Regions from separate parts of the Mus musculus genome. Here all the other regions are linked to region 5. The links are chromatin contacts, called in public Hi-C, HiCAR-type and promoter capture Hi-C maps. All regions are on one chromosome and are shown on one strand. Each heading gives the region's core, a stretch centred on a gene start, on an enhancer-like site or on the middle of the called end of the contact. The rest is flanking DNA. Distances are from core to core; before and after follow the strand shown. Region 1 holds the start of Nxt1 (NTF2-related export protein 1). Region 2 holds the start of Cstl1 (cystatin-like 1). Region 3 holds the start of Napb (N-ethylmaleimide sensitive fusion protein attachment protein beta). Region 4 holds the start of Fkbp1a (FK506 binding protein 1a). Region 5 holds the start of Zfp120 (zinc finger protein 120). Region 6 holds the start of Nsfl1c (NSFL1 (p97) cofactor (p47)).

Region 1 (4,059 bases), core at 584-3,083, 1.5 Mb before region 5:
CAGTGCTGAAGCTGCAAGTAACTATGTGTATGCCCAGCTTTCAACACTGACTCTAGAAACTGCCAAGTCCAAAATTGAAGAGTGGGCAAAGATTTTGCTTAGCATGCTGAGCAGGCCTTGTGTTCAACCACCATTACACAGACACTCACACATACACTGAAGGTGACAGTCCTAACACTCACTGACGGTCTGGACATGAGATATTATTTATGTCAAGTTGACAAGGGATGGATTGTAGTGGTTATTCCTGGTTGTCAGTTTGGCTATATCTGGAATGAACTACAATCCAGAATTGGAGGACACACCTGTGATCCAGATCTTGAGGCTGGAAGACACAAGTTTCTAACCTGCATCTTGGCATGGAGATTTTGGGGCATAGTGGCCATGAAAAGTTTAGGCTAAACAAGGTAGTACACACCTTTAATGCCAGGAGATTGAGGCAAGGAGAACCCTGACTAATATGGGGGTGGTGGAATGGTGGAGGAGGGGGAGGGGGAGGGGAGAGAAAGAGAGAGAGAGGGGAGGGGAAGGGGAGAGAAAGAGGGAGAGGGGGGAGGGGTGGAGGAGAGGAAGGGGAGAGGGAGAGAGAGAGAGAGAGAGAGAGAGAGAGAGAGAGAGAGATTCTATCCTCTAGAGAACCTTGACGAATACGCTCAACTGTGTCAGTGGCCAGTCCTTTAGAATCAGAGGCATCTCTAATCTCCCAAATTCAAGGGCTACTGAAAGAATAAAGGTCAAGTTCTCCCTCAGGAAAAGTCCTGGGACCTACCACTACTTTATCCCCAGGTTTACTACATATTTTTGTGTAACTACTGCTCCAAAGGCACTTATTCATCCTTGAAACTCAGACTCCAACTTAATTCTTTCAATAATGAAAACTTTTCACTCACTTAACTCCAGTGGGAAGTGACCTATATTGAACAGCCATTCTCGTTTCTTAAATCTAAAAACAAATGTTCCCTTAGTAACATGAGCAAAAGGAGCCGAGAGGTTGGTAACAAAATACAGATTAAAGTACTTAATTGAACAAAGCCACTTACAAACAGCTCTCCTAGCCGGGCAGATGAAGCAAAGAATCAGGTCTCAGCAAAGTTAGCTCTTTGGGTTTTGATACACGAAGCAGTTTCCCAATTTCCCACGCGAAATGGCTCCATTTCTATGCTAGGTATCTAGACAGCTCCAGATTAAAACAAATTCAGTGTCTTAAATGAGGTGGTACTGCGCCGCAGCTGGAGCCAGCAGGAAACTCAATTTGCACTGCATAGAAAGTCAACTACCATTGTCCCCTTGCCCGCCTCTTCGACCTCAGTTCTCACTAGACTAAAATTTGTTCTCTTATAAGTTCATCTGCTTGTCAACTCTAAGTAGCTTCACCTTAGGAAGGGTGCGCTCAGCTAAGATATTTGACCATATTTGACCACAAGGACTTCCACAGACTCTCAGATTTAGCCTTCCACCGGGTTCCTACACTACGGGTGTCTATGTGCTGGGTTCAGTCCAGAGCCTTATTGAAGCCATGCTGTTGTCTCCCTAGTTAGCATCAACCAGTGAAGCTCCACGTTGAAGCTTCACGAGTCTCCACAAGATATCATCCCAACACACACAGAAGAAGGGAGCCAGATCTAGCAAAGACAGATATCTCTTATTAACCAAGCCTTCCACAGCTAAGCGCGTTGACTCCACCCTCTCCACAACATCCAATCAGAGCTCCCTCAACCGGATCTTCTAGGATAGTGCCTAACCCGGAACCTACACTGTCTTTGCCGCCACACCTGGGCGGAGCCAAGTTTTCTACTGGCTCGCGTAGCTGCCCGTCGCGGGGAGGCGGGAGTCGACGGGAACCGGGATGCTAGCGCCTGCGCACATTGCAGCTTGCGGCGCGCGGGAAGCCACTACCGGCGCTTAACCGTTCCTCGCCTCCTGGACGTCGGCTTCTCAGGCGGAGCCTCTGGGAGGAAGAGGAGAACAGGAGAGAAACTCTTCTGGCCCGGGACCGCGACCGGGGCGGAACCCGGGACCGAGTCGCCTTGGCGGCGCTGACCGAGATCGAGCAGGTAAGTGAGCGCTCCTGCCTGGCCGTCTGGCAACGCCGCGGCACCAGGGACCTCTTCCCTTTTCTTAGGCTCAATAAGACATGGATGTTGTCCTTTCCTCCACGTGGTGTCTCTGCAACCTGGCATCAGGCTTTTTTATGTGCAGAACCGTGGCGGTGAGTTTGCCATACCCGGAGGAGAGCAGCAGTTTGGGGCCGGGGGATGTAAGAAGCGACTCCCAGCTGGAAATGAGGCCCGGGGCACGGCTGCCGTTTCTGAGGTCCAACTCCAGGAAACTACAGTATGAACCATGGGAGTGGAGCATCTTTCTGACTCTCACTCTACTATGTTTCGGTCGTACTGCTCTCTCCTTAAGAGAGAAAGATGACCGGGTTCTGTGGGTAGCTGAGGACCAGAAATAGGGGTGATCATCTTTGGGGGCGTGACCAATGTTAGGGCGAAGCATTGTGGCCTAAAGAAGTGGGGATGAGGTGGTTGGACAGAGAAATATGGTTACCTTGGAGAACATTGTTAAGCCAGCATCCCTAGAGCTGTTTTCATATAGAACTGCTTTCAAAAAAATCCTGGAACTTAGTAAGCATAGCTCTGACTCCCTTGCTTCCGTAGAATGAAGCAAGTAAGTTTGTAACTCTTTTTGTAAAGTTGTTACAGTGACTTGTGCAATGATGATTGAGGGAATGTACCTAAACTACTAAGCAAACAGCACTTCAGATTGATTGTTGAGTCGGAGGACCTTGGTGAGAGAGTGGCAAGAGCAGTATCAAGCTGGCTCCGAATTCATCTATAGGGCCAGCTTCCTCCTTGCTCTGTGTGGAATCCATCGTTCATAAACTGATAAGCTTAAAAAAATGAAACCGGGCATGGTGGCGCACGCCTTGAATCCCAGCACTTGGGAGGCAGAGGCAGGCGGATTTCTGAGTTCGAGGCCAGCCTGGTCTACAAAGTGAGTTCCGGGACAGCCAGGGCTACACAGAGAAACCCTGTCTCGAAAAACCAAAAAAAAAAAAATGTTGGCCCAGGCATGGTCGTGCACACCTTTATTCCCAGCACAAAAGGCAGAGGCGGATGTCATGAGTTCAAAGCCAGTGTGGTCTACATAGAAGTGGCAGAAATACATAGAGAGAACGTGTCTCAATAAAATAATAAAGGCTCTTGAAATGAAAAAGCATGTGTTCACAGCTTAAAGTTTTAAGCTTACTCTGTAGAGACCCTGTTTCTGGAAATTGGCAAATAATATAAATTACTTGTGTCCTATTTTCAGTAATATTGATCAGTACTAGGTTCTTTTAAGTGGAAATAGTTAACCATAGAAAAAATTAGCAGCCATTCCTGTTGTAAAAAGAAAAGCCATGCTGCTTATGTGATGGAACTTTAATGTTTTAAGGAACTGTGATCTTCCGGAATCTCCCTGAGACTGTTTGAATGCTAGAGCCTTTCTGCTATGGTGTCATGGCCCTGCTGGTCTTAAATGGTGGCCATTAATGCTGAAGACATAAATTCTAGTTAGTCTTGGGTTTACTTGTTATGGGCATTGTAACCACTGTCCTCCACTCTCCTGAGAAATATGCCATTCCCTGCATCTTCTGGGTCCTTGTTGGATTATTTCATGGTAGTCTTTTCCCATACAGGCACCTGCTCTCCTTTGTTGGGTCAGTAACCACTCACTTCTACAGCGGGAGACACAGGTTTTACTAAGATGAGCCACACCCTGGTTGCCTAGGGGCAGTCACACCTATCCACGCTTTTAGGAAAGCAGACTTCAGGTATCAAATGTACTTTAATAATTATAAATGGATTTTAAAACCCATTGTAAGGTGAACATATTGGACTTTTTTTTTTGACCAAGCTTACTATTTAGCCCAGACTGGTCTACAATTCCTGTCTCAGATTCTCCAGTGTGCTCCACCACTCCTGACTTAAAGTCCCTAACTCAGTGCTGGATGTGGTGGTGCACTGTCTAGTTTAATTTTCTGTTCCTTTTTTTTCTTTTTTCTCTCTCTCGAGG
Region 2 (4,325 bases), core at 1,222-3,721, 1.4 Mb before region 5:
GCTATGGACCAAGAAGACTCCTCTAAGTTCTCCTTAGTCTATGAACTTCTCAATCCCCTGCCTTCCCTATAACCTATAAAATTATGAAGCATTTTACTTCCATTTTCATGACATGAGGAGAACCTTATTTTTCCTTTTCCTTTGTAAACAGCCAATCATCTTAAACAATCTCCACAGCTGCTTAGACCAATTTGTGTGTTTCTTTTTATTCCCAAATGGAACCAACCATCATACTCCTCCTATTTCAGAGTTATAATGAGGAATCCAGTTTTCCAATTCTGTGAAGATAAGCAAGTACCTTCTTTGCCTTTGTTTCGAGTGTGTTATCAAGCCCCTTACTTCCCCCTTTTTGTCTTCATTCCTTATGGCATTATATCTCTGGCTCCTTATTTTTCCTTTAATTCAAAGGCAGGTTTCTGATACTCACTGTATTTCTCATATTTATGATTGTAATTAGAGTCTCTATTTTGTCTTTATTCCACAAAGAGCTTGGACTAAGGCTTAAGGCTCACCAGACAATGGACCCCACTTAGTTCTTGAACATTAAAAAAAACTGCCCATTTATTCTATATCCCATTGATACAAATAGGCCAGTTATTTCTCCTTTATCCCATAGATTAAATAAATATTTATTTTCTCCTCCAAATCATCAGTCTTTCTGGTATTGTTTGGGGGGAACTAATTCAGGAAACAAGATGCCCACACTGACATGAGGCAGGAAGCAGTTCTATTGTGCAGTTATGACTTACACTCAGGCTCAGCAGAGGACTGTTTGAAAAGCTCAGCCCCAGGGCTGGAGAGATGGCTCATTAGTTAAGAGTACTGTTGCTCTTGCAGAGAAGCCCTGTACCTGATTCCCAGCACCCACATTGGTGGTCCACAACCATCTGTAACTCCAGCTCATGGGACTCTGACGCTCCCTTCTGACTTTGTCAGACATCAAGCACACAAGTGGAACACACATGTACATTCAGGCGGAACATTCATAAATATAAAATAAAAATTTAAAATACATAGCAGAAAGAAAGAAAGAACTGAACCCCAAGTTCAGTTAAACAGAATGTTTCGTACACCTCTGTCCTTCTGCTGGCACATAACAATCCAATTTTGTTGGCTATATTTAGCTTAATTAATAGTGTGTTGATTGTCAATAAGCAGAGTTCTTCCTCCACCCAAGTAGCAGAGCTTACTTAACAAGTCATTTCTAATACAGAGGAGAAAGGTATAGGTGAGACATCTATTTTGTAGTGAGTTCGGCTCATCCAACCTAGAGTGTTCTAAAGCTTCCATGTCTGGAGCTCGACAGATTCTAGGACTCTATGGAGCACAATATGGACGCTGTGGTACCCTAATAGTACTATAAACTATTATTACTGGAGGGACACAATGAAGCTTAGACTAGGACTAGGAGCTCATCAGACAATGGATCCAGCATATGAATCAGATTCAGGAAGAATCACACAGATGATTTTGAGAAATCTCCAGTGCTGGACACAAGGACAAATGCTAGGTGTGGTGGCACACACCTTTAATCCCAGTACTCAGTAGGCAGATCTCTGTGAGTTCCAGGCCTGCCAGAACTCTATAATGGGACTCTGTTTCAAAAACAGAGATGAAAAAATCTAGGCTCAGGGAGATTAAGTAGCCCAGAATCTCCAGAGTACAGCTGGAGCATGAGACATGTGTGTTGCCTGCCATATCACTCTGCTTCTCAATGACTAGTTTTAGTTTTTAACGTTTAAACTTTAATTTTGAAATAATATGAAACTTACAAATAGACTGAAAAGATCCCGAACAAACAAAAGCCCACAGAACCTCGCCTAGGTCTTTAACCTCCTGAAACATTGACATAATCCCAGTACAACTATAAAACTAAGAAGTTAGCATTTCACAATACAGTCACTACAGTACATTCAGATTGTGGTATATGTGCGTGCGTGTGTGTGCGTGCGTGTGTGTGTGTGTGTGTGTGTGTGTGTATGTTGGTGCAGGTAGATGTGTATGAAGGCCAGAGGTTGCTATTGGAATGTCTTACAGCATTACTCTCTGTCTTATTTTTGAGGCTAGGTCTCTCAATGAACCTAGACTTAGCATTTTGTCCACACTGATTGACAGGTGAGGCCCTGGGACCCACCCATATTTGCTTTCCAACACTATGGCTATTAGTGTTCACAGCCCAATCTGACTTTTCTGTGAGTGCTGAGGATCTAAGCTAGGATCCTTATGCTGACACTGAAGAAAACATCTCTCTAGTCCAAGGCTTTGTTGATTCTCTTACTATTGTTCTTTTGCTGGGGGCAAAACATTAGGGTACTGTAATGAGCTCTTAACATACAGGTTGCACCCTGCAGCGATAATTTCTGAGTAAGACTCCTGGCTGACTTCACATGGGGAGCTTGGGGTTACCTCACAAAGCTCTGCTGGGTCATAACAGGATTACAAGGGATAGCCTGGGAACCTGCCAGCACAGTGGGAAACAGCAGAGAGAAATCTGTGGCAGGTAGGAGGCAGGTGAGTAAGGGGACCTGACTGAGGAAGCACAGGGGTTGCTGGTGACTTGATAAGGTGGGTGGAATATACTACGCCAGGTTCCATGTGGTCAATTCCTTTGTCTCAGTTCAAATACAACTTATTCCATAAACTTTCATCTATTTCCATACACAGTGCCCTCTGCTATAGCATGTCTTTATTGTGTGGCTCTGAAGTCTGTTCTTGGGATCACACTACATGTACAGGCAAGGCTAGGGAACGCTCTCATGGCTTGGTATGTGTGCAGAGACAACCTCTTAACCTGGATTGCTAAAGAACAGAATGGCCATTGCTAGTGGCAGGAGCACTGCTCTGGCCCTTGGGAAGTTTTCCATGGATAGTGTCCTTAGCACTTTGGAAGAGTGAACTCAGTGTCTTGATCTCTGCTTTAGGGTCCGTGAAGCTGTCTCCCAGGAAGCCAATGCCGGCAAGACTGCTGTGGAAGGCGGAGAGAACTGTTGCTGCACTCGAAAGCTGGCAGCACTGCAGCTAAGTGCCTTCCGAAGCCATGGAGATGAAGGCCAGAGGTTTGAGGATCCCCTTGCTGCTGTTGCTGGTGACTGTGGTCGTAATGGCTAAGGTGAATCACATCCAGAGGTGGGGGGGTTTCAAGGAGAAGGCCATGAGCAAGAAAAACATCAACTCGACACTCCATTTTTTCATCCGCTCTTACAACAACGCAAGCAACGACACCTACTTGTATCAAGTTCAGAAGCTAATTCAAGGTCAGATGCAGGTTTGTGCTTTGTTGCCCGGACATCAACACAAGCCCCATCCTGCTTCTTGAGACATATGGGGATTTTCTATAACCAAGTCCTGGAAACTCCTCAGGTAGCTTCATGTGCAATGGGTGCACACGATATCTCTGAGTTAAGCAGCTCATTTGGTCATCACAGCCAGGTCGTGACCTAGTCTGGCCTCAGGCTGGAAACTAATCCTTACTACCTTTTCCTTGGCCAAAAGCTGACCTGTAGCTACTCTGCATTGTTCTATGGGAGAAATTGCATTTTGTTCTGCCTACCAGAGGGCAGCATGGGGATGTCTTTTTTTTTTTTTTTTTTTTTTTTTAATGATATTATCTGGAAAAACCATAAGCAGGCTCTGTAGATTCCTTTACTTCCAACAGCATTTTTATTTCTTCAGTGTCCAGGACTGTAAATCAGGATTGAATTTTGTGTTTGAGACATTTAGAGCAACAAGTCTTTGGTGAGAGCAATGGGGTCAGGGAATGCAGCCAGATTAATTCTACCTGTTTTTAGGCACAGTCCTCCCTCCTTCCATGTGAGTGCTAGGATCACATGTGCGTGTCATTGTGCCTTCTCTTTTGTTTTACACACAACTTTGTTGTGAATCTTATCAGTCGAAAGGCGGTAGAGGAAAGCATTTGCTTGAAAACTATTGAGCCAATGTTTCCTCAAGGTCAGATCAAACCAGTCAGAAACAATTCTGCTTCCTAGCTATGCAGTTTTGAGAAGAAATCGTTCACTATGAGAGAAGATTACTAGTCAGAGAGAATGGAAAGCAGATGGAACAGGAGTTAACAGCAAGAAGGGGAAGACATGGGGCCGGGTGGGCAATGTAAGTTTGATAGCTAAAGTTCCTTAATCCCAACACAGACATTCCTGGGGATTCCTTGGTATTATGCACTATAACCACAAGGTGGCGCTGCTTCGTCTTCACTTTGATCGGTTTCCTTAAACTATAATTGAGATACTAATATAACCTGTGAAATCAACCTTCTACCATTAACAGTTAACTAGTCGAAAATATTTTTTAAATGTTTATATGCAAACTTG
Region 3 (4,416 bases), core at 1,790-4,289, 1.4 Mb before region 5:
TTGACTTTTTCAGTGGTGGTCTTACACACTGTTGTGCTCTTCAGAAAAAGTGAGAATTAATTTGACGGCACAGCTACAAAGAAAACAAACAAACCAAAACCAAAAAAAAAAAAAAAAAAAAACAAAAAACAAAAAAAACCCAGACAAAAACAGTTACTCTTTAACCGGGAATAAGACAGAAAACCAAACAGAAGTAACATTGGTTGCAGGCTTGTCTGCATCCTTTCAAATGGTTTTCTTGTAGGGAAGCTGTAGCAGCTTCGCTGGGGGGATAACTGTACTCATGCACGCCTCCCTCCCTCAACCTCCAGCTACCAAGCTGAAGAAGCTTCCAATAGACTCACTCTCATGGATTTCCTCGCATATTTCCATCTAAAGCAACAACAGAAAGGCAGAGTTATGTAACAATACTGAGAACAAAGTATATCACAAAAGCGGTGTTTGGGATACAGGAGATGGAGTCAAGCTCCGCTTTAATCTGCAGTTAGGAGATTAACAGTCAGTGACGTGAAACATCTGCATTAAGCCAAATGCCTTTTTAAATGTCTGACACATCCTTAAATCATCACCTGTCCATCTCTTAAGCAGGAGCGCCGATGATACTTGCCATGATTAATTCCCTGTTAACTTGAGAGTCTCACATGGGGATGGATAACACTACCGTAAATGAGGGATAGAACCAAAGAGGGGTGGGGCAGGGCAACGTGTAAGGTGATGACAGATGCTTGCAATAGCACACCCACAGGACCATTGTAACTAAAAGAGAAATAGGTCTAGTTTGGGGTTTCAAATACTTATATACTTATAATGGATCATATGAAGTTCTACATATTCTTCTCCTAAGCTTTCAGAACCAAATATGACTAGAAACCTCCCAGTCCTGAGTGCAAAGGACACTTAACCTGGCTAAGACTCTTAAGGTATTTATTCATTTAAGCTAGTGACCACACTTTTGGCTCTGAAATCCCATAAAACTCAATCCATCTGCCCTTCTGCTTCTTTGATAAGAGGGACTGCCAGCTCTGATAAGTATGTGGATAATCATGCCACAGCCATTTCCAACCTCCACAGGTCTAAGTATTTTATAAACTCATTGATTATTAATCACAAGACACACTGGATTATAGCAGAAGAAACTGAGGCCCAAAGAAGCAAAGCTAACCTTTTCCAAACCCCACGGTAACAACCTGGACTGCTGTTTCTAAGTGACTCCACACAAACTGAGCGTGGATGGGAAATGAAAGTCTTCCTACCTGGCCTGCCACTGACAGGGCAGCAACGGCCCAAAAGATGTTTCTTCAGAAATAAAGATTCCTCAAAATCCTTTCCGATGAGTGTCTCAAGATTTGACATAGTTTCCTCAAAACAGTGCTCCTCTTGACCAAAATTAAATGTCCATAACTGGCTCAAGGAAGCACATCCCGATGTGGAATGTGTATTAACATCATCTCCCAAGGTGAGCTACTCTGCCATTAAATTTCACACAGACTGAATGCAATCCAGTGTGTGTTTTGTGACTCAGACAAGAATTAGTCTTTGGCACTTGCAATGCTCCTTGTCCCTTTGAAAGAGGAAGCAGTATCTATAACTTACACCTACACTTCCAAGCTTCATATTACATGAGAAATTTAAGAACTAGCAGAGACAAATGCCCTTAGGGGTCTCCAAGCATGGTCTCCTTCTCTATCTTGGCAGACCATGGTACCATAAACTGTATCAATGTGACTCTAAGCATTTCCTGGAGATGCAAACATAATGGGGCTCAATTAAACTATTATATAATAATTAATGTAATTAGTAGTCAGATGAATGAAGTAAAAATAAAAGTCAAAGTTCACTGGGTACATTTTCAGCACTTAAGTGTCTATACTGAATTTTTACAGAAACTGCGTCTCACAATGCAGCAGTTTAGTATGTACCTCTAGTCCCTCTCGATAATTAAAATCTGTTCTTGGTACAGATCTTTCACTTTCAAATGGGAGAAAAAAAAGAAGAGGCACACGTAATTTCTACCGCTGTCATAAACAGCTGAATCATTCGCATAATCAACAGCCCAGAATTCTTCCACAAGCTCTCAGGGCAGGTTTTGCTTTTTGAAAGCTCAGAATGTAAACCAAACCCTTCCCTACCAAGATATGTAAGAATTAACAAAATCACGGGATTCCCAAAGGATACTCTGACTTTAAAAAGGAGCAATGTTACATACAGTTCATCAAACGGGAAGCCTGAACTACGGATACAAGTCACTCTGGCAAATGAAAAACACACCAAGGAGGATATGATTTCAAGGCCCTTGAGCCAAGGCCAGCGGGCAAGTGCCCGGGATACAGGGGCGCAGACTTCGCGCTCCCCACGAGCCACCAGCTGCTGCCAAACTCCAGGTTGAATTCCAGAACCTCACAGTCCTGGCTCCCCCGGGGGATTTACGGGCCCAACCAGGGGAAATGAATAAATCTGGTCCACCAGGAGGGGTGGCATCCTTGAAGAGGCAGCTTGGCGCGGACCCTGGAGCTAGCACCGGACCGTTGGCGACGCATGGGACTTGGGGGACCACAGAGATCTCCGAGGACGCGTAGGTGTTCTGGGTTGTTTAAGGGTGCCTGGGGATTGTGAGCTAGAGGTTCTCCGGGTGTGGGTGAGGGGTGTCCAAGGCCTGAGGATCCCCAAAAGGTTCTGGGGCTTGCAGTGTGTGCTGACTGGAGAGACACCCCAGACACGGCCCAAGGGATGCGATGAGGCCCTGGATGCTACGGGACCCAAAACAGAGCGTGGGCCACTGGGAATCCCGTAACCCTAAGCAGTTGCGCGGGGTACTCTGCGGTGGCAGCCGGCTGGGCAGGGGATCGGGCACCAAGACCCCTAAGGGCAAGACCTCTGGCGCTCACCCGAACAACCCTCGGAGGAAAGAGTGGGAAGCCTTCACTCGCTTCTCGGCCTCCGCCATAAGCTGGACCGCTTCTCGCTCCTTCCCTGCGTTGTCCATGTCACCCGCTGCAGCCAAAGCCTCCTCTGCTGACTAGCTAGGCTCCCGGGACGACTTAGCCCTCCCTCCAGCAGGTGCGGACACGCAGGCGCGGCACGCGTGGCCTTTCGGGATCTGTAGTCCTACATTCCACCTTAATGCCAGTTTGTCAGAGACCACAACTACAGTTCCCAGCAGGCTGCTGGGCAGGGCCGGGCGTTCTCCCGGACTCCCTGGAGGAGGGGGAAGGGGCGTGGCCTTCTGGAGGGGTCTTGGGCCTTGGACCCTTGGAGGTAGACTTCAAGGTTGAGAGAGAGAAAGAAAGAGAGAGAGAGACAGAGATAGAGACAGAGACAGACAGAGAGAGGGAGACAGAGAGACACTCTACAAGCAATACTGCAAAATTTAATCTAATGCAGCAGTTCAGCTCAATTTAGTCAACCATGTGGTGCCCCACCTCCCAACTCTGCCAGAAAAGCAGCAACAGCTGGCCTAAAGAGCTATTTTTAATTTCTGACAGCAAGACATTAAAAATGCATCATCATCCCCAATATAAATTCAGAGTTGATTTTAAGCGTCCCCAAACTACAACTTTCCATTTGGTCCTCTTGTTTAAAAATGGATTGCATATCTTTCCTGTAGGCACAATCTACTCTTGTTATTGACTGAATTCTATTAAATGGCTATAAGCCAGTGAACTCTCTTATGCTTTACATAATGCTGGCTATAGTGGGTGGATCTTGACAAAATTCCTGTCTGCCAGGAAGACTTCTAATCTACTAAATATCCATAGATAGATGCAATCCTGTGCCAGTGACTTCTAGGCCTGTCCCAGAGGGAGGTGTTTTTTAATACAATGTCTAGACCATTTATGCTTGGCAGTGCTACTTCTTAGGTGGTGCAGCAAATAGAATTACTGCCAAATGAGAGTTTCTGATGATTTAAAACTCTTCATGAATACGCTGTAGGAACTGGCAAGCAGAATTTGTCTAAGAAAATGAAGCCTGTTTTCAGAGAACATAGCAAGAGCGTTTAAACTCCTGGAAACAAGCTACCAAAACTGATGTCACAGTGTGGCATGATCCAACCATAGCAGGATGCTCTCAAGATAGAGGGGAATATCGGCTCTTGGTGCATAGTTTTTTTTACAACTACTATGAGCTTGTTTTTTTGTTGTTGTTTTTTTTTTCACTTTGGAGAACTGATTTGCAAGTTTGGAGCAGGAGGGTAGACGGAGGTAGGAAATTGGAGGTGGCAGTGGATGTTGGATTGAAGAGAGAAAAATTGCAAAAAGTGAACCAACATTGGCATTTGAAAAGGAGTCAGTTGGGGAATTTGGTGGATTGAGTCAACTCCTAAGCATCATGGGCAGCAGCAGTGTGTTGATCAGAGCAATTCCCAACCCTGGCTGAATGGAACAACTCTGCAGGATAGTCAAGAAATATTGATCCCTC
Region 4 (4,437 bases), core at 1,445-3,944, 1.4 Mb after region 5:
GCAGGCTTTCTCTGTGCAGCCCTGGCTCTCCTGGAACTTGCTCTGTAGACTAGACTGGCACGGGCCTGCTTCTGCCTCTGGAGTCCTGGGATTAAAGGTGTACACCACCACCTGGCTCTGACCACAATATTTAGACACCCAAAACCAACTGATTTGAGTATTGCTTTTGAATGTTTAGAACTACAGATTGTCTGGCCACACGTCACACTAGCACAGGATTCTGGGGGTTCTAACAGATGATTCTGGGGCATGTTACAGCAGTTCCCTGTAGTCATTACCTATACCTTCAAGCAGCTGAAAGACCAGCAAGGGTGGCCTTCAAGGTCAAGATCTATGAGTTGGGATATTATATAAGCCAAGAATCTATTAGCTGTAAGTAGCAGAAAGTCCAATTCAAACTAGCAAAAGGAGAGCTTTCTCAGAATGAAATGAAGGATCATCTAGATTTAGATACTGTGAAATATAGTTGAAACTCTTTTATATTTATTGTGTGAGTACATATGTACGTGCAAATTTGTGTGTATGCCTATGTGTGGAGGTTGTGTTAATCCAAAAGATGGGAGGAGAATTAAAGCAGGCTTTTTTGTTTGTTTATAAAGGCTGCCTCTCCCCAAGGCAGAGTTTGAGATTGGATGTGAGGAAAAATAAGGCTTTCATAGCTCAGGGGTAGGGAATTTCCAGATGGGGGATTTGATGGGCAAAATATGTGGAGTTATAGGACCAGAGCAAACAAGTCAGCCCTCATGATCTCTTGAAACAAAGACATGGTTGCAAGATGGGAGTAACAAGGTAGTCATAGTCATAACAAGGTGGTCATATAATCTTTTGAAACAAGATGGTTATAAACAATTCTTTGAAACAAAGACATGACTGCCATTCCTGGAACAGGCAGTACTGAACTATTTGTAGTTAAGATTACAGGTGAGTCATAGCCCAATCCTTGAAAAACAGAAGTTTAATCATAAATAGGAATGGACCTCCTTTGTCTTTATGATAAGATGGCTTTTAAGCCTAAGATGGTTGCAGGCTGGATCTTCATTCCCTGCTTGTCTTCTGTGTCCCTGTGAAATCTTTGGTAAGGTCTTAGCATTCTTTATCTGGGTGAAAACAAAATTTGGAGCATATCAAATGATGAAATCATAAATTATACCTGTTTGGTTAGCATAGATAAAACCAATATTTTAAGGCCACATAATCTTGGTATGCCAATAAGTTCTTTAAGTACTTATTTTGTCTCCTTTGCCAGGGAGTTAGTTCCATTAGACCTAATATTCCGACCCTTTGTTGAGAACAAGAGATGTATTCTCCTCTAAACCTACTTCCTGCAAAAATTAGGATGCCACTGTTAGAGCCCAGTAAGGCTGGGGTATTACCCAAAGGCCAGGGTGGGCTAGGGTAGTGAGGTATTCATCCGAAGCTGGTTTGCTGACCCAGATGAAGAGACAGGAAGTATCACATCGACTAGACTGATTTATATCAACTTTCAGCAAGTCCAGGACTTTTTGGTTTTGTTTGTGGAGCTGTTGTGGTGTAGATCGCCTCTGGAGCAGTTTATAGTCCCTAGATTGGGATCTGACAGAACCAGAAACCAGATGTCACCAAAAAAAAAAACATTAAAAGTTTCTATGACTTACCAGAGGATGCCTCCATAAAATAAATACATATGTTTTTAAGGTGTTGGTGGGTTGGTTTTTGATCCTGCTGTCCAACAAACTGGAGGTGTGTGCTTTCTCCAAGGTGTGCACCCCTAAGGTACAATTCCTCAGTCCCAGAGGGCCAGAGGGCAGGATCCAGCTTCTGAATTTCTGAATTCAGCCTAAGATGGAGGCAGATTGGTTCAGCTGGACACGTGGTCTTTGGGAACGTGGTCTCTATGGTCTCTGTCTACCTCTTTTAATACAAGGTTTCTCACTGGCCTGGAGCTCACTGAATAGGCTAGACTGACTGTGTTCCTATCCTCAGCACTGGGGTTACAGGTCTGCACCAGCAACCCTGGCAGTTTTATTTTATGTGAATGAGTGTTCTGTCTATGTATCCATCTGTACACCGAGTATATGATTCCCTGGAACTGGAGGTAACAGATAGTTGTGAACTGCCGTGTGGGTGTGGGAATTGAACTCAGGAAGAGCAGCCAGTGCTTTTAACACCCGAGCCATCTTTCCAGCCCATTAAGTTTTTATTCTTTAAAGTACTGAAGGTATTCAAGCAAAACTCACAAGAGCCCCATACATACATATATGACTTTTTTCTTTTTGTTTGTTTGAGACAGGGGTTATCTTCCCTTGCTGCTCTGGAACTCGCTCTGTAGACTACACCAGGGCTGGGATTAAAGTCGTGCGCCACCACTCCCCTCTCTATTTCCATATATTTAATATATACGTATTCGTGGAAGAGTGGGCTTTCACGCAGGCTAGTGTTAATACTGACTCTTCCAAGAAGGAGCTCGGAACCTAGGGCCACTTACAGACGTTTCCTTGGTTCCACAGGTACAAGGCCTACTCACAGCTATCGTCCTTACAGGGCAATTAGTTAGGTGTGCGCAAGTAAAGCATCTCTGAGTGAGCTCGTCAGTAGCTGGTGGGCCCGTTATTACTGCGGCGTCTCCGAGGCGGAGAAACGCAGAGGAAAACCGGGAGTAGCCAACAGGACGCGCCTTCCGCCGCAGCTGCATCCGGGGGTCTGTGGCCTCCGGACTTCCGGTCCCTCCGCCTAGCTGCCCCGCTTCAGGGATGTGAGCGCCTCGCGCAAATAGGGCGGGGCGTGCCGTGCGGTGCGGTGCGCGTGCGCAGGAGCCACGAGAGGGACGAAGCCGAACCTCTGAACCGCCGCCAGGTCCGCTCCGGCTCCACGCCGCCCGTCGCGCCGCCACCCGCGTCCTTTTCCTCCTCCTCCGCCAACGCCGCCGCCGCCGCCGCCGCCATGGGAGTGCAGGTGGAGACCATCTCTCCTGGAGACGGTGAGTAGACACCCGCCGCCCGTTTCCCGGCCGCCGCTCGCAGCCACTCACCTGCAGTCTTGTCTCTCCTCAGGGCGCACCTTCCCAAAGCGCGGCCAGACCTGCGTGGTGCACTACACGGGTGAGTCGGACCGGCCGGGTGGGGCCGGGCGGGAGGGGCGGCGGCTGGGGAGTCGGGGCGTGGTGGCCGCGTGGCCGGCGGCCGAGGCCTGGGCGGTGGCCATGCCCCGAGGGACAGGCTGGGCCCGCCGCGCCGAACGGGACATGGGGTTGGCGCAGTCTCGTCCGCCCTGAACGGTGTGCGGCCCCGGATGCCGCAGGGAGCCTACTGTCCAACCGTAGAAACTGAGGCTGGGGCGAACTCATCGCCTGGCGGAGGTCACACGCTCCCGGCCAGGGACCCTTCGGGAAGATTTGAACCGTTTCTGAACCCCGATGGCTTGATGCCTTCTTCGTGCGTCGGGATTCTTCCTTCAGTAGATAGAAGGGGAGAAAATTCCTAGTCTGCCCAGCCACCCTTTCCCAGGGAAACCCTTGAATTCACCTTTCTGGGGCGGGTGGGAAACGACCCACTTGCGAAGTCATTATTGTGGCTTCACGTGCCCTCTCAGAAATAGATAATGCAATGTCTATTTCTCTTTGACCCACTTGCAAATCTCAGCCTCCATGGCAGTGATTTCCAGACCAAAGGATGTATACCATAACATTTTCCTTTCCCCTTTCTGGGAGTAGAGACTTTCTCACCCCCATTTTTAAAGATAAAGGAAACTGGGGGGTCGTGAATGCAGTGCACAGTAACTAAGTCAAAGGAGATTTTAAAGACGCGCATACTCAGCCAGAATTGAAGCATCAAGACTGCTGGCCCTGGGACCATTTTTTACTCCATGCCCTTACAAGGTCTTCCTGGGTTGGGGAGGGGGAGGGGGAGCTGACTGTGCCTTCATAGCTAGGCAGAGTGGTGTAGCCACAGCTGATATGAATCGGCTTCCCTCCCCCTCCTTCCCTTTCCCACCCTTTCCTTTGTCCCCCTCCCCATCCTTCCTCTGTTTCGTCTGCTTCTCCCTGCTCCCCTCCACTGTCACCACCCCCACCTTTTTTTTTTTTTCCTGCCTGATCTGGCCAAGCTGTTCTGGCTCAAGTTGCCTTTCTCTCCCTAATCAGGGGAGGATCCCGATCTTGAGGGAAATGACTTACAGGGAAGGGAAGACAAGACAGCCCGCTCACATCCTCCTCTCTGTGCCCCCTTACTTCTATGACTTCTTGAGTAGAGAAGCGGGCAGGAGATGGCAGAAGTTAAGGACTAGGACCTTTAAAAAGCTGCCAATGGAAGGAATATTGAAATACATCTTGGCAAGAACAGACTCTTCTCATGGACCAAATCGCAGTAGCTGTTGTGGTAAGACCAATCAGCACCTTAGTTTGGGAGGGCTAATAGAGGAACAGTCATCCGTTTAGTCACCTCTGAAAGCAAGTTGAAAAAG
Region 5 (4,006 bases), core at 988-3,487:
CTCCTACTCTGGTCTGAAGGCAGAAGGCATGCTCCACAGGCAAAAGCCTTCACCTGTTACTGAAATGAACACTTCATTACATGACTCAAATGGGGAATTTTAAAACACTGGTGTGGTACAATCCTTTATCTCAATAATTTAAGAATTTTCATCCATAGGAAAACAAGGTTATTGCCCGGGGAGCATGAGACTGGGATCAAAGGTGCCTGAGTCAACATAGCGTGTCATAGAAACACTTCTAGTAAAGGGAAGAAGATGCAGCTCTCCTAGAATCTTTACACCTTCCCCAGGAGAAATCGCTCCGTAAGTGATTACAAGACTAATTAAGAAAAATCTCTTTCATTGCAGCATGCATTCAGCTCTGGCTAATGCTTAGAGAAGAGACAGCCAAGAACAGATTTTACATTCCACATATGCTGTCTCATGTAAGTCTCTCTTAGGTTCAGGCCCCAGGTGATATTTTAAGCAATTTAAATATGAACTGGAGACCGAAAGTCCCACAGATGGGAGATTTACACAGCAAAGATATAACCAGAATTATTTTTAAGTATACCAGTGCACTGAAACAGCAGGCCACTCTTTGGTGATGGGGTTCTGAGTTTGAGGTGCCAGAAGATGAGAAGGTTGGAAAAGTAGAAGAAAGCAGTGGTGGCAAACGCCTTTAATCTCAGTACTTGGGAGGCAGAGGCAGAGGTAGACAGATTTCTGAGTTCAAGGCCAGCCTGGTCTACAGAGTGAGTTCCAAGATAGCCAGGGCTACACAGAGAAAACCTGCCTGGAAAAATAAATAAATAAATAAATAAATAAACGGAAGAAAGTATCAAAGCTGTGATGGGGGTGTCTTGGATAGGCTGTCTTATGCCACACAGGCTTCTGAAGAACAGCATCCTGTATACTTCTTACAGGGGGAAAATGGAACAAGATACGAGACTTTTATGAAGTCAGCACAAACTACTATACAGTGAGAAAACCACAGGAAGGAGCTAATAAAAGAAAGCTGGAGAAACAGGAAGAGAGAACCTCTCAAAAACGTTCCTGACCAAGCCCACACTGGACTCGGGACTGACAACCATAGCCGCATGTGGTGGGATCTCAGGGTCTGAAGCAAGCCATCCCCGAAGGCCCTGGCCCCAGACCTCCACCCGCTCTCCCAAGCACCGTCCTTGCTTTAGAGAAGGAGCTCTATTTTATTCTCAGCACTTCAGGGCCTTAGGGGAAGCTCCCAAGCCTGAGCCCCAGGCTGGCATTGGCTCTGGAGACCTAGAAGGAGCTGTTCTATGCCTTGCTTGACCAGGCCAGTCCTCACCAAAACAGTGTTTTTCCTTTTCAAAAGGTTGTCACCAGCTGTAGTCTTGCCCATGTGGCAAAACGATGCTTTTCTCAAGAAGAAAACCAGACCTTTATGGCACACCAGGCCTTAAAATTGGTTGTGGCCCTATTTTACCCCTTGGAGCCACTTGTTAGAGACCTGCTCTTTGAAGTCAGGATGGGCCTAATTCATGATTGTAAAGCAGAGTTGTCTCCTATGTTATGGTTTGTGGACAAATGTCTGGACAATCCTGGTACACTACCACATGTATTCTAGCATCCTATTCTCCATTCGGCCTTTTTAGCATAGCACATACCTGTGTGGAGTTTTAGGGGCAGTCCTTTCTCACCTACATTCGACTTGCCGTCACTACAAGCATTAGTCTAGATCCTTTACATCAATTTTACTCTTCTACATCACCGCTTAATATTTGAGTGCTATCCGACACACGAGATGCCTTTTACAGGCTCCACAAAATTAACTCGAAATGGGTCTTATACCTACCTGTAAAATGCCTAAATGCTAAGGCCAAAACTTACTATAGAAACTAGGGCTCTCCGAGTTTGGCATCCTGCCAAGGGTATTTCTACACAGAAGCCCTTTCCCCAAATGTTTTGTGTAGATGCAGCCACGCTAGTGAGATGATTCAGTGCCCACCGCCAGGTCCAGAGAGAGAGAAAAGGACCACAGGGAAGCTCACAAGTCTCAGCTTCTGTCAGGCTGCTGTTTACTACTGAGCCCTGGGACGACCCAGCACTCCAGCCCCCTTGGCTCAGCCGCCTGCTCCTCCCCTTTGTGGGAGACCGCCTGGCACTTACCATGTCGGAACTTCTGGGCTTGCCTGAGGTCCCCGCACCCAGGAGCGGTACACAGAACACATCAAGCAGAAACATTCGCGACTGCCAGCTTTAAAAGAGGAACTTGCAAGATCGCACCCGGAAGAGCCCGCCTTCACTTTTGAGTGGCAGATCCGGCTGGATGTCCTGATTGGCTAGTGAATCTGGAGTGACATACACACCACCCATAGGATTAGAGTGTGTTGAAGGGACACAGAGGAATAATTCCAGGCACAGGTTGCCAGCAGAGGCCAGTCCTTTTCCGGGTCTGTAGAAATTTGCATTTCAGTACCACCTGTGTCTGTCTTCCAATTGCTTGCTGGTCTTTTTCCCCCACCCTGGTCAGGGGAAGACCCACAACTCCAATTTGCTGTTGCTGAGTTACCCGCCTCTCTCCACTGTGGGCCACATTGCAAATTTGGAGCTTTCCAAAGCTCCAGTCACAACACTCAGTAGGCACTTCCGCTTCTTCCTTTTGGAATCATTGAGACTTTACTTAGGGAATGTTGATAAGTTCACATATAGGTTTGCCTACCCCTATGCATGCTATGTTAAATCCTCTTCTGAACTTGATCACAAGGTAAAAGCAGAGATTTTTAATGGCATATAGCTCAAAGTCATGCAGAAACATTTTGTAAATTATAAAAGTGATGGACAGAAATGCCTCTAGAATGTCCATCTTCTATTACAAAATCTTAGCTAACCATCCAGTAAATGACGCTGTAAAAGTAGATGGCTAAGGAGCCAATGCTGCCTGTTAATCATTATCTGTGATCTAACCAATAAATGTATCAAAATGTATAGATACAAAAATGTATCAATGTATAGAAAGAACAGAGAACACTAATGCAGAGGACCAACCTCACCTAGGTCTGGATTCCTAAGAGAAGGGGTGTTCGAGAGCAACAGGGAAACAAGCAACTAGAACTCAAATCATGGGTCCAAGCTGCTGGCTTATGTTCTGCTGAGATAGCATTCCAGATGAGATGGCTTCCCAGACTGCTTTCTCTGTGTCTGTGTGTTCTGCTCTGCTCTAGACAGATTTTACCTTCTATTCTAAAACCTCTGAGGTTGAGACAGCTAGCTTTCTGCTTGAGACAGCTCTCTGCTAGTAAAAATTCTAAACGCTCTCTGGATAGCTCCTCAGTTTTCTGACCAAAGTCAGAAAAAACTGATCTAAAAAATTCGTGGCTTTTCCAACCAATTCAAAAAATACTGTTAGAAAAATTCTAAAAGTAATTCTTGGGTTTTCAAAATCAGAAAGGAAAAAAAAATCTGCTGTGTTCACTCTTCACATAGTCTTCTCTGGATAACTGCTAGAAAATATTTTAACAGAGCTGTGTCGCCTCTCTAAGTAATTCTTTGGGTTTCTAACCTCAGACATTAGAATGTTAGAAAAAAATCCTGAAGAGCTGTGTTTGCTTTCCAGAGATATCCAGATAGCTCAGCTCTCAATACTGAAAAAAACATTTTAAAAAGTAGTGCAGTATCTTCCTGCTAGCTCATCATATGCAGATCAAAAGCCTGTTTTTTTTAATTATATATGAATTTGGTTATTTATTCCAGGATCCCTTTTGATTATCCTATGAATCACCAGCCCATAACCCCAGCTCCTTGATGCTTAGGAGACAGCAAGTACATTTTATTTATTTATTTTTAACAATGTAAAAGAATTCAGAAATCTTGCTTAACTCTGTTATGTAGCTGGGTAGGAGTGTGCTGGGGGGACACAGAGTAGTTGCAAGCAGTGGAATGTTTCTATTGAGGCTTACTGGGCTATCCTAGTAGGTATTTGGAAGACTCTGCTGCTGAGAGTGACTTGTACTGTGCAGACCTGGCCCAAGATGTTTCAGTGAAGAAG
Region 6 (4,065 bases), core at 584-3,083, 1.4 Mb after region 5:
GTGTGTGTGTGTGTGTGTGTGTGTTAGTCTGGAAGCCATGAGTATTGTGTGGAGTGCCCTGGATATTTGGGAGAACATGTGGAATGGACTAACTGGAAGCTATAGGTTCTGGGTACATTTCATACCTGAATGACAAGAAAGTCAGCTTTAAATTGAAACCAGAACTTGACCACAGGTGGAGCTGTGGGTGATGCTGTGTATATGTAGAGAGACAGCGAAGATAGAGGCTTGGTCAGTCTTTCTCCAAACTTCCAGGCTAGGACATTTGTTTAAAACTGGGATTGAAACTATAGCCTCTCCCATGACAGGCAAGGCCTCTGGCACTGGGCTGCATCCTCTGCCTTTTAGCATGGATTCACTTTCTCACCAGGTTTAGTTTTGTTTCCCAGACTGACTTTAAATATGCTCTGCAAGGTCACTCTTTCAGTCTCAGGCACCTGAGAAGCTGGGACGGCAAGGCCCAGGTTGTACTTTTCATTAGGTGTGGTCCTACTGAACCTCTGGTTTCTGTCTTTACCTGTAAAATGGGAATACTAACCTCTACCTAGCAGAGGTTTATTTTATGATGAAATAGATAATAATGTGAACACAGCACCTTCAGCAGGCTAAGGGAACCCTAATGCCCTGCACCCACAATTATTCCTATAGTCTTCTTGATAGCTGTCAGGCTGGGCAGAGGGCTGACTATGAATCGGACCAGCATCAAAAGCAGATAGGGTTCTCCTTACTGCTTCTCTGCAATGTGTTAGGTTCCAAATGGCCTCTGTGGGCCTTTTCAGTTGGTTACAGTGGGACTGATCTGCAGTTATACCAAAGGACGGTATTCACACCAATCCAGTGCTGTCGCGTTTGCAGCCATGCCCGAGGCTGGCTTAGAAGTTGGAGATGCCCCTGGCAGAGCTACTTCCTGCTCTTCATTCTCATAGTATGACTCTGTGGAACAAAAAGACTGAAAGGGGCTCTTGCATAGACCACTCCCTGTGAGATCCTCATTGTCTGATCCATGTGTTATTTCATCCATTCACTTATTCATTCATTCACACATTCATTAGTAGTGGCTTCATGCACAGTGAATGTGGCTCTGAGTCAGGCATAGGAAGAAGAGGAGAAAAACAAAGCATATAATCAGCTGACAGGAACCTCACTGAACACTCAATAAGTTCTGGTAGAATAATTGCTGGTCACCAACTTAGCAGATTGTAGGATGGTAACAGTTTAACCTTGAAAATGAGGGATAAATAGATGGACTTAGGAGGCTCCCAGCTTCACTTGTCCCCACTTTCACTTGAGGGGCAGCACTGTTGGAGAGAGAGCTCTAAACTTTCTCTGTAGGTGACACATGTCCATCTTACCTCTGCTCTGAGTCTCCTTGTCCTGGGCCAGCCTGCCAGTGGCAATGCAATGGTGATTTGCTAGATGCTGTGGAAAGTGGCAGGCTGAGACTTATACTAGTTTAAGATAGGAAACCATGGGGATGTGAGCATCGGTTAGAACTGTTAGGGTCAAAGGACATAAGCAACAAGAAGACAGGATACTTTGTTTTATCTCTGTTATTTCCACAGCCCTTGGAAGAGCATCAAGCCATAGACAGCGTAATGCTTCAAGAAGGAAATTAATGTGCAAATAAATAATTAACGAAATAAAGGGATGAGACCATGAGTAATTTCCAGGATCTGATTTCGGGACTACTTCATCCTGTGGGAAAACCAGCCCCTCCCTACTCACTTCCATCGACCTTCTACTTCAGCCATTAAGGTGAGGCTCACATAGGGGCCACCAGAGGGCGCGAGGCGGCTAGGTTTCCCACACGGAGGGCTTTTCCTGTGGCACCGCATTGGGCGGAGCCTACGAGCAGGCGCCCAGCGGCTGGACGCGGTAGAACGGCGGGCGGAACGCAGACCTGGGGTTCGGGCTGTTGCAGTGTCCGCCGGAGCGGTTTGGGAAGTGCACGGGGCGAAGATGGCGGAGGAGCGGCAGGACGCGTTGAGGGAGTTCGTGGCGGTGACTGGCACTGAGGAGGACAGGGCCCGTTTCTTCCTGGAGTCGGCTGGCTGGGACCTGCAGGTAGCGCCGCGAGGCGGGCCGCTTCGGACGGGCTGGGGAATACGGAGTGCGGCGTCGGCTCTGCGATCCCTACGCGGCCGAAGCGCACAGTCATCCCTGCGGGGCTGGGCCCTGCCTGGCCCAGGCCTCATGGTGCCTGGGGTCGCTTGCCACGCGTCACCGGCCTGGCTTGGAAGTTCATGGAGGCGGGCGGGCCCTGCTTTGCAGGGCCTCTGTTTTCCTGCGGGCTCGCAGTGTTGGCGAGACTTTGGGCGCTGCCGCAGTCCGCGTGGAGTCGTCGCCTGGGGGCGTGGCTGCCACGGCGAGTGCCTGCGGGTGGCCGGGTGGAATCGAGTGCCCTGCTTCCAGATGGAGCCCCACCGAGGTCGCGGTGGCCTTCCGATTCCGCTTCTGCAAGGATGCTGTGCTGGTGGGGGAAACCCTGCAAGGCATCAGCCCACGCCCCACTCTTGCCTAATTGCAGGGAGAAACTACCTGTGGGATTGTGGCGCACGTTTGGGGTCTCTGCACATTTCGTAGTTAACTGTAAAATGGGAATTTCTTAGGACTTACTGTCTTGTTCACTGGCATGTAGTAAATAGTCACTAAGGAATTAATTTAGAAGGCAAAGCTCCACCAGGCATAAAATGTTGCACACTTCTGATCCCTAGAGCAACACCCATCTCTTATTGCTCAGAAACACAGTAATTAATGTTAGAAAGAATTGATTGCATAAATGTCCTTGGCCAGCCTACATCTTAGGTAGATGACGATGACTAATATTTCTTGAGTACCTACAACAAGCCAGGCACTGTTCAGCATTACAGAATGTCTCATTTACATGTCTCACATTGCAGCTGAGACTTGGAGGATAAATAACTTGCTGAAGAGCTAACTACTAATTAAACAGGTAAAGACTAACCCTATCTTATGGATAAGGAATTGGACCCTCAAAGGGACACCGAATGTGCTCACTGTGTGAGCTTTCTGATGTAACCATGTCTACTGACTGTAATATTTAGCTTCCCAAACATTAGGGATCTTTATTCCTTTAACTCTTTCAGCACTCTGGAGGCAGAAGATCTCTGAGTTCGAGACCAGCCTGATCTACATAGTTCCAGGAGTAAATAGTCCCTCTTTCAAAAACATAACAAACAGAAAGATGCTCTTAAAGGCGCTGTGAAGCCTCTGTGCTGAGTGGAAATACATAAGAGAAAAGCTTCTATCCCAGTAGATCATCCGAACTGAGGCTCTTACCTGTGTGGTAACTTGACTAGCAGTGCCAGGACTTGAATGCAGGTTCTCTAAATGTCAGTTTAGTACAACTCCTACGATGGCACATGACTTCCCAGAAGCTGGTTATACTACATGAAGAATACCTTCAGACTGATTGTCCCATGACAGCTCATTTCCTCCTAGACAGTTGGTTACCTTTTAGACAGGAGGTGCCTCCTCCATCTCCGTGGGACTTCATTGTTCTGTCTTCTCTCTTTGTGTGGAGAATGTGTGATAAATCAATGCCTTCTCATTGAGTTGGCGACAGTCACAAATGACCAAAGGACTCATATGAAGGGCTTTCACATGTGTAAAGCTAAGGTGACTGCGTTAACTTTAGTGATTATCTCCTTCAGTTTTATAGGTTTGGTGGAACAGCATCCCCATTTCAAACAGGAACCGGGCTTCACAAAGAAAGGAAATGTAGCATCTGTCCCTATACTCTTCTTCCTCTTAGAACATAAGCTTGAGGGCCTGAGCATGCTGCCTGGGGTTGAACCTGACCCCACTTCTTACCTCCAGAAGCTGTCTTCATTTTGCAGTCCATTTGTGCCAGCTATAAAGTGAGACAATAATGATACTAATTACGAAATTCTGAGTAGATTAAATGAATTAATATATAGTGTACAGACGACCTGACACATGGATAAATAATAGTTGGTGGTCTTCCTTTATGTTTTTCATATTAATTTTATTTAGTATCTTTGTTTCCCTTGGTGGGTGGATTTCCCCCTGAAGTAATATATC

The links. Promoter capture Hi-C pulls out the DNA fragments that hold promoters and counts their contacts. A called contact is a pair of places that touch in the nucleus more often than the background predicts. HiCAR-type assays count read pairs that join an accessible place to other places. Capture Hi-C pulls out chosen DNA fragments and counts their contacts.
Region 1: a Hi-C map of CD8 T cells shows a contact between it and region 5, with 9 times the contacts expected there. The contact joins the promoter of Nxt1 here to the promoter of Zfp120 in region 5. A contact is called at or near these places in 1 of 39 promoter capture datasets (pre-B cells), 5 of 484 Hi-C or Micro-C datasets (CD4 T cells, CD8 T cells, forebrain and 1 more), 3 of 115 datasets of contacts at active chromatin or transcription factors (astrocytes, embryonic stem cells and large pre-B cells) and 1 of 9 other capture datasets (liver).
Region 2: a promoter capture Hi-C map of embryonic stem cells shows a contact between it and region 5, with 3 times the contacts expected there. The contact joins the promoter of Cstl1 here to the promoter of Zfp120 in region 5. A contact is called at or near these places in 1 of 39 promoter capture datasets (embryonic stem cells) and 2 of 115 datasets of contacts at active chromatin or transcription factors (astrocytes and large pre-B cells).
Region 3: a contact with region 5 is called in a HiCAR-type map of astrocytes, with 4 times the contacts expected there. The contact joins the promoter of Napb here to the promoter of Zfp120 in region 5. A contact is called at or near these places in 1 of 39 promoter capture datasets (liver) and 3 of 115 datasets of contacts at active chromatin or transcription factors (astrocytes, embryonic stem cells and neural tube).
Region 4: a contact with region 5 is called in a Hi-C map of B cells, with 6 read pairs. The contact joins the promoter of Fkbp1a here to the promoter of Zfp120 in region 5. A contact is called at or near these places in 1 of 39 promoter capture datasets (pre-B cells), 1 of 484 Hi-C or Micro-C datasets (B cells) and 2 of 9 other capture datasets (adipose tissue and liver).
Region 6: a promoter capture Hi-C map of adipose tissue shows a contact between it and region 5, with 3 times the contacts expected there. The contact joins the promoter of Nsfl1c here to the promoter of Zfp120 in region 5. A contact is called at or near these places in 1 of 39 promoter capture datasets (cranial neural crest), 1 of 484 Hi-C or Micro-C datasets (B cells) and 2 of 9 other capture datasets (adipose tissue and liver).

The regions. Positions count from the first base shown.
Region 1 is chr2:148,670,782-148,674,840 of GRCm38.p6, forward strand. Nxt1 (NTF2-related export protein 1) reads left to right here and starts at 1,834. Exons shown (of 2, transcript NM_019761.6): 1 at 1,834-2,054.
Region 2 is chr2:148,747,890-148,752,214 of GRCm38.p6, forward strand. Cstl1 (cystatin-like 1) reads left to right here and starts at 2,472. Exons shown (of 4, transcript NM_177655.4): 1 at 2,472-2,511; 2 at 2,922-3,265. The coding sequence starts at 3,038.
Region 3 is chr2:148,729,381-148,733,796 of GRCm38.p6, forward strand. It overlaps Napb (N-ethylmaleimide sensitive fusion protein attachment protein beta), which reads right to left and starts at 3,040. Exons shown (of 11, transcript NM_019632.3): 1 at 2,886-3,040. The coding sequence starts at 2,983.
Region 4 is chr2:151,539,789-151,544,225 of GRCm38.p6, forward strand. Fkbp1a (FK506 binding protein 1a) reads left to right here and starts at 2,695. Exons shown (of 5, transcript NM_008019.3): 1 at 2,695-2,956; 2 at 3,030-3,077. The coding sequence starts at 2,920. Gm14167 (predicted gene 14167) reads right to left here and starts at 2,683. Exons shown (of 3, transcript NR_166213.1): 1 at 2,465-2,683; 2 at 1,635-1,816; 3 at 938-1,097.
Region 5 is chr2:150,134,441-150,138,446 of GRCm38.p6, forward strand. It overlaps Zfp120 (zinc finger protein 120), which reads right to left and starts at 2,238. Exons shown (of 4, transcript NM_181266.2): 1 at 2,128-2,238. The coding sequence starts at 2,202.
Region 6 is chr2:151,492,349-151,496,413 of GRCm38.p6, forward strand. Nsfl1c (NSFL1 (p97) cofactor (p47)) reads left to right here and starts at 1,834. Exons shown (of 10, transcript NM_198326.3): 1 at 1,834-2,064. The coding sequence starts at 1,960.